2 separate regions of the Anas platyrhynchos genome follow, and region 1 is linked to region 2. The links are chromatin contacts, called in public Hi-C maps. All regions are on one chromosome and are shown on one strand. Each heading gives the region's core, a stretch centred on a gene start, on an enhancer-like site or on the middle of the called end of the contact. The rest is flanking DNA. Distances are from core to core; before and after follow the strand shown. Region 1 has its middle 11 kb from the start of ZFX. Region 2 overlaps ACOT9 (acyl-CoA thioesterase 9).

The links. Hi-C and Micro-C count contacts between places; a contact is called where the count stands out from the background.
Region 1: a Hi-C map of small yellow follicle shows a contact between it and region 2, with 2.3 times the contacts expected there. The contact joins two enhancer-like sites. A contact is called at or near these places in 3 of 8 Hi-C or Micro-C datasets (liver, small yellow follicle and subcutaneous adipose tissue).

Annotation. Positions count from the first base shown.
Region 1 is chr1:116,546,891-116,554,410 of IASCAAS_PekinDuck_T2T, reverse strand. No RefSeq gene overlaps it. Among named protein-coding and RNA genes, the nearest start is that of ZFX, 11 kb to the left of the region's middle. Within about 2 kb of position 5,745, at least 5 of the 8 cell types and tissues checked have an H3K27ac peak or open chromatin away from gene starts, as enhancers often do. A contact at or near this core is called in small yellow follicle, where this site is marked.
Region 2 is chr1:116,425,433-116,432,876 of IASCAAS_PekinDuck_T2T, reverse strand. ACOT9 (acyl-CoA thioesterase 9) reads left to right here. Exons shown (of 15, transcript XM_027449059.3): 4 at 1,476-1,646; 5 at 1,739-1,776; 6 at 4,211-4,294; 7 at 4,842-4,945; 8 at 5,740-5,813. Among named protein-coding and RNA genes, the nearest start is that of ACOT9, 12 kb to the left of the region's middle. Within about 2 kb of position 4,701, at least 3 of the 8 cell types and tissues checked have an H3K27ac peak or open chromatin away from gene starts, as enhancers often do. A contact at or near this core is called in small yellow follicle, where this site is marked.

The DNA.
Region 1 (7,520 bases), core at 4,496-6,995, 120 kb before region 2:
ACTGAGGCCTGCAGAAGGAAATGCATCAGAGATGATTTGATCCCAGGCACCATGCCCCAAAACGGGTCTGTAACTCTTCTCAATTTGAGCAAAAATTTTACCAGGAGAACAGTTGCTGGAGCCTCCCGCAGCGGCGCTGGTTATTGCTGTGTGCTGTGATGAAGGCTTATGGCCGTGCACAAGTCTGAATGTGTGAAGCAAAGTCCCTTGAAGCTGCCTACAGAAAAGTGAAGACAGCTGAAGTCATCTGTAAGCCACAGGATGTTTTATCCATAGTATGAAGTGTTGAATAATTTTGTGTCTGAGAAGCCAACATCATCAAATTCAGAGAACTCACAGCATGGGACAGATGCAGTGAGACAAAAGGATGCAAGATACTCCAAGGTGTGAAAGGGTGTTGAGAAGAGCCAGGGCTTGGAACTCCTGCTGGGTAGAGGAAGGAGAGGTTTATATGATTTATCTTTCTTGCAGGTAAGGAATCACAAGCCTATAAATCTGTCCAGGGCCCGGTATGCATTATGTGATCCACAGGCAACAAAGGGCGAGTGCTTTTGAACCTCACAGCCCTCTCCCAAATCACAGCTCTGTTTGATATTTTTTTGGCACTAAAACAGGCACAAGCTGCTCACAAGTAGAGGTTTCCTGTTCTCCAGGTAGCTCTGCTCGTTATCTGCCTCATTAAAAACAGGACTAAATCAGTGCAGAACTCCAGGACAGTCACCTGCCATGTCCCCTGACTTTGGCACCTAGCAATCCCCATGGATTTGCTGCATGCTCCTGCCAGGTGGTATGCCCCCCACAGAGCTGGAGCACTCTCTGAATGCCACAGCTGGGTGTGCTGCCCATCACCCTTCCCCCAGGAGGCTGTGAATGGCTCTGACCAGTCCATCTGCTCTTCTGCCATCACCGCTGGTCTTCAGAGCATGGTGAGACCCAAAGGGAGAACTGGCTTGATGTTGGTGGGAAGCTTCGCGTGGCTCCTGGGAAACAAGGCTTGAAAAGCACAACACGAGCTGGAAAAGTGCCCAGGCTGTCAAAACACCCAGGCTTCAGGTAGTATCTGGCCTGATGTTTGTCAGAACAAACGGCTGGACCACCAAGACATGCATGCCACAGCCCTTACACCAACACCCACAGCACGGAGCCACCGACTGACTTCAACCGGTGGAGCTTAGGGACAAAAGTGCCAATTGAGTTTGGGCATACAGAGCCACCCCATGGTATAACTCAATAATTACCTCTAGGACCAGAAACAATCTTTTTTTTGTTTGGTTTGGTTTTGTTATTGTTTGTTTGTTGTTGTTGTTGTTTGTTTGTTATGTTTCTGTTTTGTTTTCAGCCAGCTTGGTTGAACTTGACCATGTGTATCTGTCTCCACATCTCCACATATCTGCAAATGTAGATAGCCAAATAAGACATTTTAACTGGACTGCCCCTGTGTACAGGCCATCAAAATGCCCTGGAGCCAAAGGTTGGGTACTAAGGAAGATGGATGAAGACAATGTAAGAGAGAAATATTTTCTTTTGATGAGAAAACTAGTTGCAATGAATGAAGTAATGTAAAAAAAATAATATTAATCAACCTGGTCAATCATCTATTACTACACAAACTTCCTTTGAAGAAATTGCCACTAAAAATGCTTATCTCGGATAACCTCTCTAGTTAAAAACATTAGAAGCAGGCAGCATAGTGTCACTTATTTTGAAGCTCTCTGACGTTTTGCATTATACAGGTTTTTAGTTGCTCATAAAACCTTGCCAGTTTCACAAGTCTGAAATTTTCCATTAGGGGTGTTGGCCTCAAACTGAATTTTTGGGAAGATTCCAGACACAGTTTTTTCAGCTGCCTAAGATCAAAACTGCAGATTTTTTTTTTCCCTTGTTAATAATAATAAATTAAACATCATAGTTACAGAAAGAAAAAAAAAAGTTTTGAAAAAATATCTTATATTTAACAGCAGGGTGGTCCTTGTGTTGTGTAGGGGCCTCTGGCATCCTCTGGGGAACTGACAAGTGGTTTGGCTGCATTAAAAGCTTTGAAATACATTGGTTTACAGATATTCAGTAGACTTGTCAATATTTAGTTGCTAAAGGTAGGGTTTCCACAGGCAATTTTAGTTCTAACTCTTCCTTATCAAGTGCTGTGCATGCTGAAAGGAATTTTTAATTAGGTAGGGAGGTTAATTATTTATTCTGCAATTTCAAATAATGTCTCCTTGGTTCAAACTCCCATTGTTTTAGGGGGGAAAAGGAAAAAAAAATATTCAAGGCTTGCCCTATAATTCTGTAAGCTCACTTTTCAGTTGCCTTATTTCTCCATGAGTCAACCCTACCACTTCCAGAGCTGCTGGTGAGTACATGCAGTAAGGGCGAAAGGACCGGTAAACATTCAGCTCAATACGTTGCTGGAAGACAGCCTGATAGGTTATGAAAAAGAAAAGCTAGAGAAAATTCAAACAATTAAAAGGTATTTCTATTTTCTCTTCTTAGCTAAAAAAAAAAGTTGCAAATGGCCCTGAGGGCTATCTGCTTCAGTGACTACACAAGCATTGTATTTTGAAATAGGACTGTGCCAGCCCCTCCCTGTTTCTTTAATAAATAGTTTAGCAAGACAGCAGGGCATTACAAAACAAAGCATTGCATTAAGGGACCAACTCTGTTTTCAGTGTGACTTGAATAGGAACAAAATTTGCTGCTAGAATAGCATGAACTGATTTTTAGGTTTGGATTTGTCATTTCAAAACTGTGTTACTTGCTCTCTTTCAAGCAAACCTCTGTTGTAGCTGCAGCAGCTGTGCTCTACGTGAGCTGCAACAGTACTTTGAAACATTGAGATGTCAAATACCCTATAAAAATGAAAAGTGGGTTTCTCCAGCACAGACATGAGCAATCTCTTTCCTAAACTTGCATAAAAAATACATGTCACGACGTGAAACTTTCATATAGGACTGGACTGATGGGACTCAAGAATGGAGCAAAAGTGAAAAACAAAAACACAAATGAAACTCAAACTCCTGGAAGTAAAGCTTAAACTCCTGAAGAAACTCCTTGTTCCTCCCTGTCCTTATGTGACTTGGGATGTGGAGTCTGTGGTCTACTTAAATTGATAGTTGTTTGCGATCTGCTCAGTACGTGTGGAAGCTTGTCAATAGTCCATAAAGTTGCACCAAGTTGCACCACTAAGTACAGAGAGCCCACTCTTATTATTTTAGTATTAAGTGTCTAAACAGACACTTCAACGTAAAGTTATAAACCCTTTCCAAGCCAAATGTGAGGTTTTAGCTGCACGAATAAATTGCCATCGTGAGAATACATGTTGGGGAAACAGTGATAGCGTGAACTGTCATGTAAAGAAAGAACTATACCTTCAGGAAAATCGAAGTAACTTGAGATCAAAGTTTCCATAACGCTTAAACCACAAGCTTACCTTTAAGCAGATAATAGTCCCACCGGTATTAACAGGACAATCCGTGTGTCTGAGGCGTACACATGCATCGCTTGCGCGGCCGCACCAGCATGTGCAGGCTCAGCATGTTTAACACACGTGTTATCAGACAGCCAGAGAAGAGGCAAGGAGCCAAAACCATACGGAGAATATGTGAATGCTTGCAATTGTTATGGAAGAAATAATTACGCTCTCATACCTTTGTTGGTGAAAAGTATGACTCCATTTTAGATTTATAAAGGATTAAGTTGTATACAATTACTGCCAAAGGAATAAACGGGAAATGCTTTTTGCTAAACTTCATCATCAGCATTTTGGCTGTAGGCAGGAGAAGTACAAAAGAAAAGAAAAAATATTCTACTCCTGTATGTACAGTACTAGTTACGTTAGATTAAAAAAAAAAAAAAAGCTTTTGGAATAAAAACTGCCAAAAGCTGAGACTGAATTCTGAATGCATGTAGTAGTTAGGGCTATATGGCAAATGAAACATTTTGAGATTCATAATGGATTACATAGTCTAATAGATGATTAAGCAAAACCAGGAACAAAAATGGACCAGAGAACCTTACAGCACATTTGCAGAAGAAAAAACTTTTCAGGGCTTCATCATTAAATAAACTGAAACAGTACATAAACATAGAGTCGGGTACTATTGTGCAGGGGATGAGGCTGAGGCTGTCTTTGTATTTAGAATGACTCCTGTTTGACATTTTAGATTTCTTTACAAATGTCAACCAAGAGACAATAAAAGAGAGCTGGTGCTCCAGTTAACTTGAATGCTTCAAAAGTTCCTCAGAAAAGTCCTACATAAAAAGCCCCCTAAATTGCTAGGTGGTGACAAAATCATGTAATGCAGTCTGGTGGGCCTTGTTCCTGCTGTGAGTGTGAGAACTGAAATGACTGATAGACACCTTCTTGCCTACCCTATATTTTTTTCTTTTGATATTTATTATCCTTAGGATTATGAAACACGAGGCTTAAATTTGCGGCTTTTTTTGGTTTTTGTTTTTTTTTTTTTGTAGATGTACTGAAATATTAAAAAGAATATATATGCTGGGCTTTAGAAGCAACTTCTCGATCTGAAAAGTTGGTGTTTTCAAAATGCAGACCCTGTAAATTTTCAGCGAAGCCTTCCTCAGCACAAGTAAAAATCACATATGCACATTATTTCAACTATTTGGACTATTTTCATCCATGCTTGAGCTTGGTGTTCTAAGTCCTTGTATCTTATAGAAGACATTAAATATAGAATCAGAACCATCCAGGTTGGAAAAGCCCTCCAAGATCCTCTGCTCCAACCATCCCCCTACCACCAATGTCACCCACTGAACCATGTCCCCACATCCAGCCTCTCCTTGAACACCGCAGGGACGGTGACTCCACCACCTCCCTGGGCAACCCGTCCCAGCGCCTGGCTGCTCTTTCTGAAAATAAATGTCTCCTCATTGCCAGCCTGAACTCTCCTGGCGCAACTTGAGGCCATTCCCTCTAGTCCTATCACCAGTTACCCATGAGAAGAGGCAGACCCCCAGCTCCCCACACCTTCCTTTCAGGTACCTGTAGAGAGCAATGAGGTCTCCCCTGAGCCTCCTCTTCTCCAGACCAAACAACCCCAGCTCCCTCAGCCGCTCCTCACACATATTTATTTAAATGCTTGAAGTAATTCCTTTGACAAGATTCCTATTCCTTGCCACCAAAATTCTCCTACTTCCTCCTCCTGTGTTATACATTGCCCATGTTAGGGTTTAGGGTCTTTTGTTTCTTTGTTGTTTAATCCTTTCAAGGTTAAACAGAAAGGTGAAATTAGTTATGTGCTTGTGCTCCTTACATAAGTTTTTGACTGTTACAGATGAAATGTTATTCAACACAAACAAAAAACTGTCTAAAAATGTTTATTTTGCCTGGGCTCAATCCAAAACCATGTGGAACGAGCACTCTTACTATGGCAGTAAGACGGACTGGAGACATACGGGAAATTAGATGTGCACAGACAGATGCAGATTTACAGAAACAAGAACAGCAACGCCAGGACACATTCATAATTTTAGCATCACTGTACGTGAGCATCAGCTTTTAAGCCAGCTGTGCCAGAGTAGTGGTGGTAATGGAAGAAGTGATGCGCGACAGGCCGTGCGCAGGAAGTCTGGCGGTTTGGGGACAGACCACTGGATGTAATCATGCATACACAAGCGCCATCGCATGGTCAGGAAGAGACAAGCCCTGGAAAGCAGGACTCGGTGCAATGTTTAAATATTACTAGTAGGAAGGGGGAGGCAGCTGTTTGAAAGTATGTAGGGGTTTTTGGCCTTGTCCTTGAAGCAAGGCGTGATGCAGAAGGGCAGGGGCGTGCATAGCCGGGGCCTCTGCCTGGCTGAGGAGCGATGGGATGGCGGCACATCAACAGGAGGGGGCAGAAGCCGCATGGAAAAACAGTGGAAGCTCCTTTTCCAGGAGTGAGCTAGAGAGAACTCGAGGGAGCAGATAGAATGCATAACAGAAGTATCATTTTAAAATGCTTGTGGATTTTTACTTTTATTATTTTTTTTGTAGTAGTAGTAGAACAAAATCAGCAAAGATGTTAGCTGAAAATTCAGGCTTCGCCCTTTCAGAACATGACCTGAGATTTGGCTGAGAAACGGCATTTCCCAAGTACGTGCTAAAAATTCAGAAATAATTAGTCTGACACGGCCCATTAACTTTGTGCCACTGCACAAGATACCTCCTTATTGTACTGAAGAAAGGCTCCGTTGCATCAGGCTGCCTTGTTAAATAATCTTGAAGTAATGCAGCCTGACAACGTCTTCAGTCAGCACTGTATCCTTCAACAATGCCTTAGTTTAACTTGAGCCAGTACAAAGCACTGTGTGACAAGTCAACCCTTCTTCCCTGTTACACCACTCAAAAGCATTCAGTGTCTCAGCCAGGAAGCCAGAAGGTGTTAAAGTATCAGAACAGCTGTTAAAGTATCAGAACCTCTAATTGCCCTCATTTTCCCCCTTCTGCATTTAATTTTGGCTACTTTAAAAGAAATCTCTATGAGATATCAGGAGAGCACTCTTCCGTGAGAACTGACCTATGAAACTGGAAGGTTTCGTACTTGAACAGCTACCTGCTTCACCACTGGTATATTTAAACTCCCACAAGAACAGATTTATACATCAGAATATAACCACAGGGTTTTAGTAATGAGGTAGTTTAAACTTTTACTTTTGGAAACTAGTCCTGCATGTTGGAGCCAGACTACTTAAGAAGCATTTTCTTATTGCCTCCATATGTGAAGGGATGAAAGACACAGACTCCTGATGGCTCTTGAACAGAAGGCCTTTATTGCCCTTTTTCATTACTACACACACTTTCCCTGTAGCCCCACGCGCTGTCCACATGCCCGAACCTGTCATACAGCTGGTTTGAGACCCTCAGACATGCGCCTCGAGCCAGCCAGCAACTGGCCACTGCCTAAAGCTCATCTTCAACACTGTCGCCAAGTTACTTTATCCCAGCCTTGCTCAAGTTTTTGTTTCTACCATTTTTTCCCTCATGATCTCTAATTCAGGAACGTGTGAAACAGCACAAAGCTACCTGCAAATTCCTTTCCCATGATTCCCCTTTTTTATTTTCAACCAACCAAACGCTTTCTATAGATTTTTCTATCAATCATCGCAAACTTTGCAATAAGCACGGTACAGTAAGCAACAGGGTGAGAATCACATGCAGAATTACGACTGTAAAGCAGCGTGCCTACTGGAGTCTACATCAGTCAACAAGCCACTAAGCACTAGGGATGTTGCTTCACAGCGATGCTGCTTCTCACTCACACAGCACAATCACACAGTCACGCAAAGAGGCCTCTTGCACTTCTCATTCATACCACAAGAAAATATCACTTAAAATAATTTGTCCACGGCTTCAGGAGGTCCTTGTCTACTCCCGTAGTGAGTGGCTGAGAGTGGAGACCCCTCCGAGGAAAATGCTTGGGGTGCAGCTAGGGGCGTCCATTCCACAGTCGATCCCACAGCCGAGCAGAGCAACTCCTGGCACAAGGAATGATGCTATTATAGTTTTGTATAATTGCAAC
Region 2 (7,444 bases), core at 3,452-5,951:
TGCCCTGGTGAGGTAAGCTGTGTTTCGTATGTTTATAAACAGTAAAATTTAAAAGAAAGATTTTCTGCTAAACCTTTACTGTCTTTGATTATGGATTCACACTTCCCCCAGAATTATTAAAGAGCAAAGAGGGAGTATAAATGTTTAAATGTGACTTTTCTACCCCTCCTCTCCCAAAAATAAAAACCAAAGCCAAAAAAGTTGTCATTTTAAAGTATGACTGATACCCAGAATTCATCCAAAGTGGAAACTTTGGAAGACAAGTTTTTGGTGAGCTTCTTGGTGAAAAGCTTCTTTCTGTTGTTCAAGATTTTTTTTTGGCCTTATTGAACAGAGTGGCTCTCAAATCACAACGGTACAGCATGCACAGCTGAATGAATGGCGCACATTCTCCACAAGTTTAAAATTATGTTTGGTTACTTGGAGCATGAGAAGGCATAAAACACCACAAAATTGATTAATAGTTGTGCACACTCTTTTGATTTTTGCTTGAACTGCTGCATGCTTAACTTTCATTTATGTAGTGCTTTGTTATTGATTCTAGGAATGTTATGAAATACTTGCTTTATTAGTTAGGCTGCGCTTTTAAAGGGAGGGTGCTTTGGAGGAACAGGCAAGAGGGTATGTTGGGCAAGGTTGCTGTTATGTATCACAGATACCTGTGCAAGGAACCAGCTTGGAAAGAGTTGGAAAGAAGTGACAGTACATTGGCCCTGTCTCCCTTGTGAGATTTGTAACCTCTCTGGCCTCACGGTGCTGAAAAAGCAGCTCTGAATTAATTGTTCCCTTTTTTGTGTTATTTATTTTCACACCTTTCCTGTGTAGTTGTAAAGACGACTGGGTAGAAAGGGAAATATGTAGACTAACTTTCCCTTTTTTTGTGTGCCTCTTTTATATATGCTGCATGAATAACAGTTGTTGCTGTAAAGGAAGAAGTCATCTGTAGGTGATAGCAATTCCTACCAGATCAGCTCTCTTTGTCAGTGCTAACCAGTACTGTACATCTGCTGTACTCCTTGAGAGAGATTCTAAGTTGACAGTCCTGTAAAATTGACACTGTAGGAAGAGTTGTAATACAGTAGCTACAGAAAGTGTGAATGAACGTAAAACCTTATAGGTTAAATTAGGCATGATCTGGTTTTTTTTTTTTTTTTTTTTTTTTTTTTTTTCTGTTAAAACTAAGTTGTTTTCAAGGGGAACCATTTTTGTAGCATTCAGAATTGTATAAATTAAATTTGTCTCGTTAGTATGTGCTTGCAACTGGTACACAAAGCTATTTAAAACTTTTTGGCAGTAGTCTTCCTTTATCTGATTATGTGCATTTCTCTTTCTTTTCAAGACACACTTTGTCTTCCTATCTTTAATTTGTTTTTTGTTTTGGTAATTTTCAGTGTGACATCTTTTAGCTAGAGAGAATTTCAGCAGCCTAATATACTCTTCTCATACTCCAGATGAAGTGTTTCTTTTCTTACTAGGGATCATGTGCAAGCAATGCAAGAAAGAAAAGCTCTCCACACTTTACTGGCAAAACGTCAGGAAGATCTCCCCCCAAGAAGAATGAAAGATAGCTATTTGGAAGTTATCCTGCCTCTAGGAAGTCAACCTCAAATAAGAGAGAAGTATCTGAATGTATACAACAGTGTAAGGTAACAAAGTAAATATATTACACATACAGGAAAGTGTTAACTTTAATGTATTTTGGAAACAGTTATTTAATTGTCAAAAATGTATCTTACAGGTTTGGAAGGATACTTGAAGACCTTGACAGTTTAGGAGGTAGGTATCTGTGCCCTTGAAAAGAATACACAAATAATGCAGAGTGAATTTGACTACTGATACAGTATGACCTCAGCAAGGATTGCATCAATGTGCTGTCTCAGAGGGGAATTAAAAAAGATACTGATGCTGAAGGAGGATGAAATATAAATAGGAACAGCCAGAAGCAAAATGCTAAGCTTCAGCTTCTGCCAGTTTGTAAAGGAGCAGCTATAAGAATAATTACACTCAGTCGCTTCACGAGTTAGCTTTCTTATTTTATTTTTCCTTGTCATTTATTCATGGTCTTTAAAATATCAAGATCTTTGATTCCTGTTTTGCAGCTAAAATAATTGCTGAGTTGTTAGTATGACTTGATCTTTTTCTCTTAGAAGTGAGCAGGAAATTCAACAGAGATGTCAGGTTCTGCCCCTGGGACAGAGCAATGCTGGACACAGGCACAGACTGGGAGCCGGGTGGCTGGGGAGCAGCTCAGCAGAAAGGGACCTGGGGGTGCTGGTGGCAGCAGGCTCAGCATGAGGGCAAACCACTTTTTGGGGTGTATTATACACAGCACAGCCAGCTGGACAAAAGCGGTGATTGTCTCACTGCATTCAGCGTTGATGCGGCCTCGCCTTGAACGCTGCATGCAGTTCTGGTCAGCAACATGAAAAGGATGTGAGGACCTTAAAAGTGCCCAGAGAAGGGCAACAAAGCGTGGGAACGGCACAAAGCTGTGCCGGGGAGGTTCAGACTGGGCATTAGGAAACGTTTCTTTGCCGTCACACACTGAAACAGGCTTGTTAGGGAGGTGGTTGCTCTTTGTGCCTGCTGGTGCCCAGAGGCGTCTGGACAGTGCCCTCAGTAATAAGCTTAAGATTTTGGTTAACCCTGAAGTGATCAGGCGATTGGACTCCACAATCTTTGTAGGTCCTTTCCAACTATTCTGTTCTGTCTCAAAATGTCACCAGATGACGTCTTTCTTCAGTAAAGTTCTGTAGCTGGTCAGTAGCATTCTGATGGAGCTTTTTTGCAAAAAAAAAAAGAGTGCTTGTTAAGGGAAAGGTCTGAGGGGGAAGCATGTACGTAATGGTTCCTTCAGCAGGACAGAAAGACCTTCTGTGGGTCCGGATGGCCAAGAGTGAGGCAGGCAGAGAAACAAGTGACTGTGTGTCACCTTTCTGTGAGGATAGCCAAAAGAGCTAGATGACTTGTATTTTGTGCTGGGAGATGGAAGATAGTAGCTTCAGGACTTGTCCTAAATTAGAAAAGGAGACTTGAAGCTAGTGGTTCATTTCATCTGATGAGATGAGCCTGTTTTTCGTTCTGTGCCTTGCTTATTTTCTCTGTAGACCTGTGAAGATCTTGGATTTTTCCTGGTAACAGCACAGAATGTCCTTGCCTTGTTGTAGTCATACTTGTCTCCAGTCAGCTCTACTGGGGATATATTATTCCGGGGAAATCAAGATTCTGTGCCAGTTACACAGTGTTCAGAATGGTGGTAAGCGGTTTTCATGGGAACAAATACCATTCCACCCTCTCCCCAGCATATCCAGTGATCTTGGCAAATGTGCCATGTGAATGGCTGATCAATTTCTAAGTTTTTGTCTTTGGCATTAGGGTTCTGGTAAATCCTATTTGGACTATTATTGATTGTATTGATGCCATGACTGATAGGCATCACAATTTTTAGAATTATGATTTTAGTAATTTTTACTTAAATTTCCTGGAAAGACAGAGATTTTCCTTTTCTGGAAAGTATCTGCACCTAATGAGATGCTTTTGAAACCTTTATTGAGTGAAAATTACTTGAGTACTAGGGAAGAGTAAGTCTTTGCAACATTACTCTTCACTATTGCTCTGAGTCTGTTATTACTCTGAGGAGTCTGTTTACTTGCATATGCCCTCGTGAGCAGAGCTTATTAATCAAGTAATCATTTGGCTAGTAATGATTACAGTGTGATAATTACCTCTAACTATGCTTTCATGCCTGTAGGGCACAGTTTATCTAATCTGCACCTCTTTAAAGGAATCAGTATCTGAAAACAAGTCTGCAGATAGTATGTATCCTTGAACAACCTGCATGAAATCGAAGTAGGAGGTAGGAAGGGAATGAATGATCTGAGAGAGTGGGCTACAGGGATAAGGGAATAGATTATGTGGGATTGGAAGGAGTGGAGTGACAGGTTGATTTAAAGCACTCAGTTAAATTTCTCGTTGTAAGTAAATATACACGTAGCTGAGACAGCTGCCGAATCACTGTTTTCTTTATAGCATTCTCCTGAATTAAGTACATGAAAATGTGTAAGTCATGCACTCCTACGCTGTGATATTTCGGTCTGTGTTTTGCAGGTACCTCTCATGCTTCACAAAGATGGGTTTGATCTGCTCTGCTAAAATTCTTGTTAAAATACAAGAGAACTAAATGCTGACTCCGTTTTTGGTCTCTCCACAGTTCTTATTTGCTACACTCACACCAAGCAGGAAGCGCAGCCAAGGTCTCCCTTATCGATAGTTACAGCCCTGGTGGATAAAATTAGTAAGTGGCAATTTGATCAGCAGGAATAGTTTCATCTGTTTATCTTACTCATTCAGCAGCCACTGCATTCCTGTCGTTGTTACTGGGGATACCTTCTTCCCTCCCCTGTTGAGTTGCCTTCATGTTGCTTTGCCTTTGACCTCTTAAATATTCTGCCTTTTATAGAAGGGAGGAGGGGAAGAGGGTTAAGTGGATGCTTTTCAGCATTTCAGATTTCCTTTCCTTTAAAAACACAACTTCTGTGCATCCCGCACCTCTGTGTTTGGTTTTGTATTAGCGTTTGAGTTTCTTAGCTTCATTTTTAAACAATGTGTGTTCTGGTGAAGTTGGACCTTGCTTGTGTCGCATGTCCTGCTGACCACCTCTGTGGGTCAGATAAGGCAGGAACTGCAGGCTAGCAGTGTGGTCCTGTGTAAGAGCCATCTCTTCGGGGTTGTTTGTGTGCTTTGCTGCTTACACAACACAAGAAGACCTTAGAGGAACCAGTCTTTCTAGTATTAGACCTGAGTGATCTGTCTCCAGTAACCTCTAACGTTTATTCCTGCAGATTTGCGCAAGAAGGTCGTACACCCTGACTGCGACATCAAATTCACCGGCAATGTTTCTTGGGTTGGGAAGACCTCAATGGAAGTAAAGATGCACATGCTGCAGGTTAGTTCCTGGCACTTCTGTCTCTCCTGCAGTAGTCACAAGGTATTTCAGAGTGAATTCTGGATGATGACACTAACAGTCTAAATTACATTTCTAGAATAACCAAGGTGACTTCCAGTAGGTTAGGTAATACGTTATTAAACACTAAATAATTAAAAATAAATAGGTGTAACTACTCTACACTGTACAGGAAGCAAAATGAATATTAATTTAATTAAAAATCTCTAATATTTCTATTGAATACTTACAGTCAGTTGATTAGTTAGCTGAAACATTCAGTATTTTAATTATTTAGAGTAGCGAGGGTAGTCTACTTACGTGATAGGAGTGGCTATGAGTCAGATAAACAGGTAAATATTTTTTGATTCGGTTTGTGTCCTTAAGTGAAGTCTCTGATGTAGAAGATAACGTTACACCTTTGTTGTCTGAACTGCCTCCCAGTGCTGACAGTGGTGCCAACTTGGTATTACTTATAAAATTGTTTAGGCATTTCTCAGAATAAAGAGGAACTGGGCAATTTACAATTTTATTTTATATATTTTTTTCCCTAGCTGAAGATAGTAGTTAATCAGCATTCCTCTGCTTAATGGTTTTGTTACAGAATTCCCGAAAATGGAGTTCTAAGTTGTGTTCTTTCCTTCTGTTCAGCCTACTGCGGGAAATCTCAGAAGGGATGATAAAATGAAAGTAAACATTGTGATAACGATGTGAGTGTGTAGGTGGTACCAACTGAATAGCTTGCACTTTTTATAATTTTAGAGTTTAAAGATAAAATTCTTTCCTGTCTCTCTCAGCTGCATGATGGTGATTACTGCCCTGTGTTAGATGCAACCTTTGTCATGGTGGCCCGGGACCCAGAAAACAAACGGTAATTTGTAGGACAGGGAAATAGTCTCCAGGCTCCTGTTGTGGTGAAAGTGGCAAATGTGGCAGCTGTGTATGTGTGAAGCTGTATGGTGTGGGTTATAAATGAATCGTATAGTTGATGTTTTCTGTTGGCAAATGTTACTTTCCTGAGGCAAGCATCAGAGCTTTGAATTCAGGAGTCAAATGATACCAGGCATTGCTGTTAGTCTTTGGATCTGTCCCTTTTCCATAACAGATTTTCCCTGTGTTTGAATGACTGGCCTGATGAACAAAGAAGTAAATCAGTGGACTACTGACCCATGTGCATTGTACAGTAACTGTTAAAATTGATTGCTTTCTTGCCCTAAAAACAATCAAACAAACAAACAAAAAAAACAACAGAAAGATTGAGTCTCAGTGGTTCAAAATCACAGAACAGCTTAGGTTGGCAGGGACCTCTGGAGGTCATCTAGTCCAACCCCCTAGCTCAAGCAGGGGCACCCAGAGCAGGTTCCCCAGGAGCACATCCAGGAGGGTTTAGAAAACTCTGTGCCAGTGCTCTGTCACCTGCACAGAACAAAAGTGCTCCCTGATGTTCAGATGAAGCTAGTGTGTGCCATTTCGTGCTCGTGGGCTTTTATCCTAGCATTGGCACCACTGAAAATAGCATGGATCCATCCTCTTTGCACCCTTCTTTCAGGTAGGTTAAATGGCCTTTGAGTGTAATAGTATCGTTAACTCTGTAATTTGGTATGGTAGGTGTTGTCAGAATACGTCAACCTAAATTAGATAAAAAAGTATGTAAAACAAAGAACAAAAAAACATGGCCATGGTGAGTATTCTCACAAAACAAACAAACAAACAAAAAAAAAAACACAAAAAAAGAGAAAAAAAATCAGAAAAAAAAAATGTTTTTCACCCTTTCTGTAATACTTAGTTGTTAAACAGACTGCTCAGTTTCAGTTTTGGTTTATATGACTCCAGTACTAGAAAAAAATTACATCTTGTATTTCTTACACCTTGTATGACTTTCAGAAGTAATAAATGATTTTCTGTTTAAATAGTTTAAATAATTGTCTATGTTTAATGAAGAAGGGTGTTTATTGGAGGGGCTTTGCTTGACATAATTATTTAATCCTGATACTATTATAAGGAGTTACTAGTATAGTTTTCTGTATCAGATTTGTGTTATTTTTAGATCCTATTAGTGCATTATATATTGAAAAGAGATATATGTATATATACATTTAATTTTATGGTTCCCCCTCTTTTTTTTTTTTTTCCCCCAAAACTGCAAAAATGGCATTATACACTAGTAGACTGGCTACTGTAGCAAAACAAACAATAATACTCCAAGCAACTATCCAAGGCAGTGTTTTTATTCTGCTTTACAAACAGGCTGAGAACAACTGAGGAGATATGCTGTCTGCATAAGCCCATGTAGATAAGACTTCACTCAAACTTCAGTGTCTGTTCTTCGAGCCAGGTCACCACAAACCTGGTGTGTTCTGGAAGCATTGTATGTGAGGCAGAAACCTTTCAGAGAGCTACAGGGTATATTAGATTAGGTATAATGCCCCGAAATCTGGTTTCATGGCTTTGTAGACCATAAAAAACTTGCATCTCGGGGGCTTGGACAGGAGGGCAAATGGA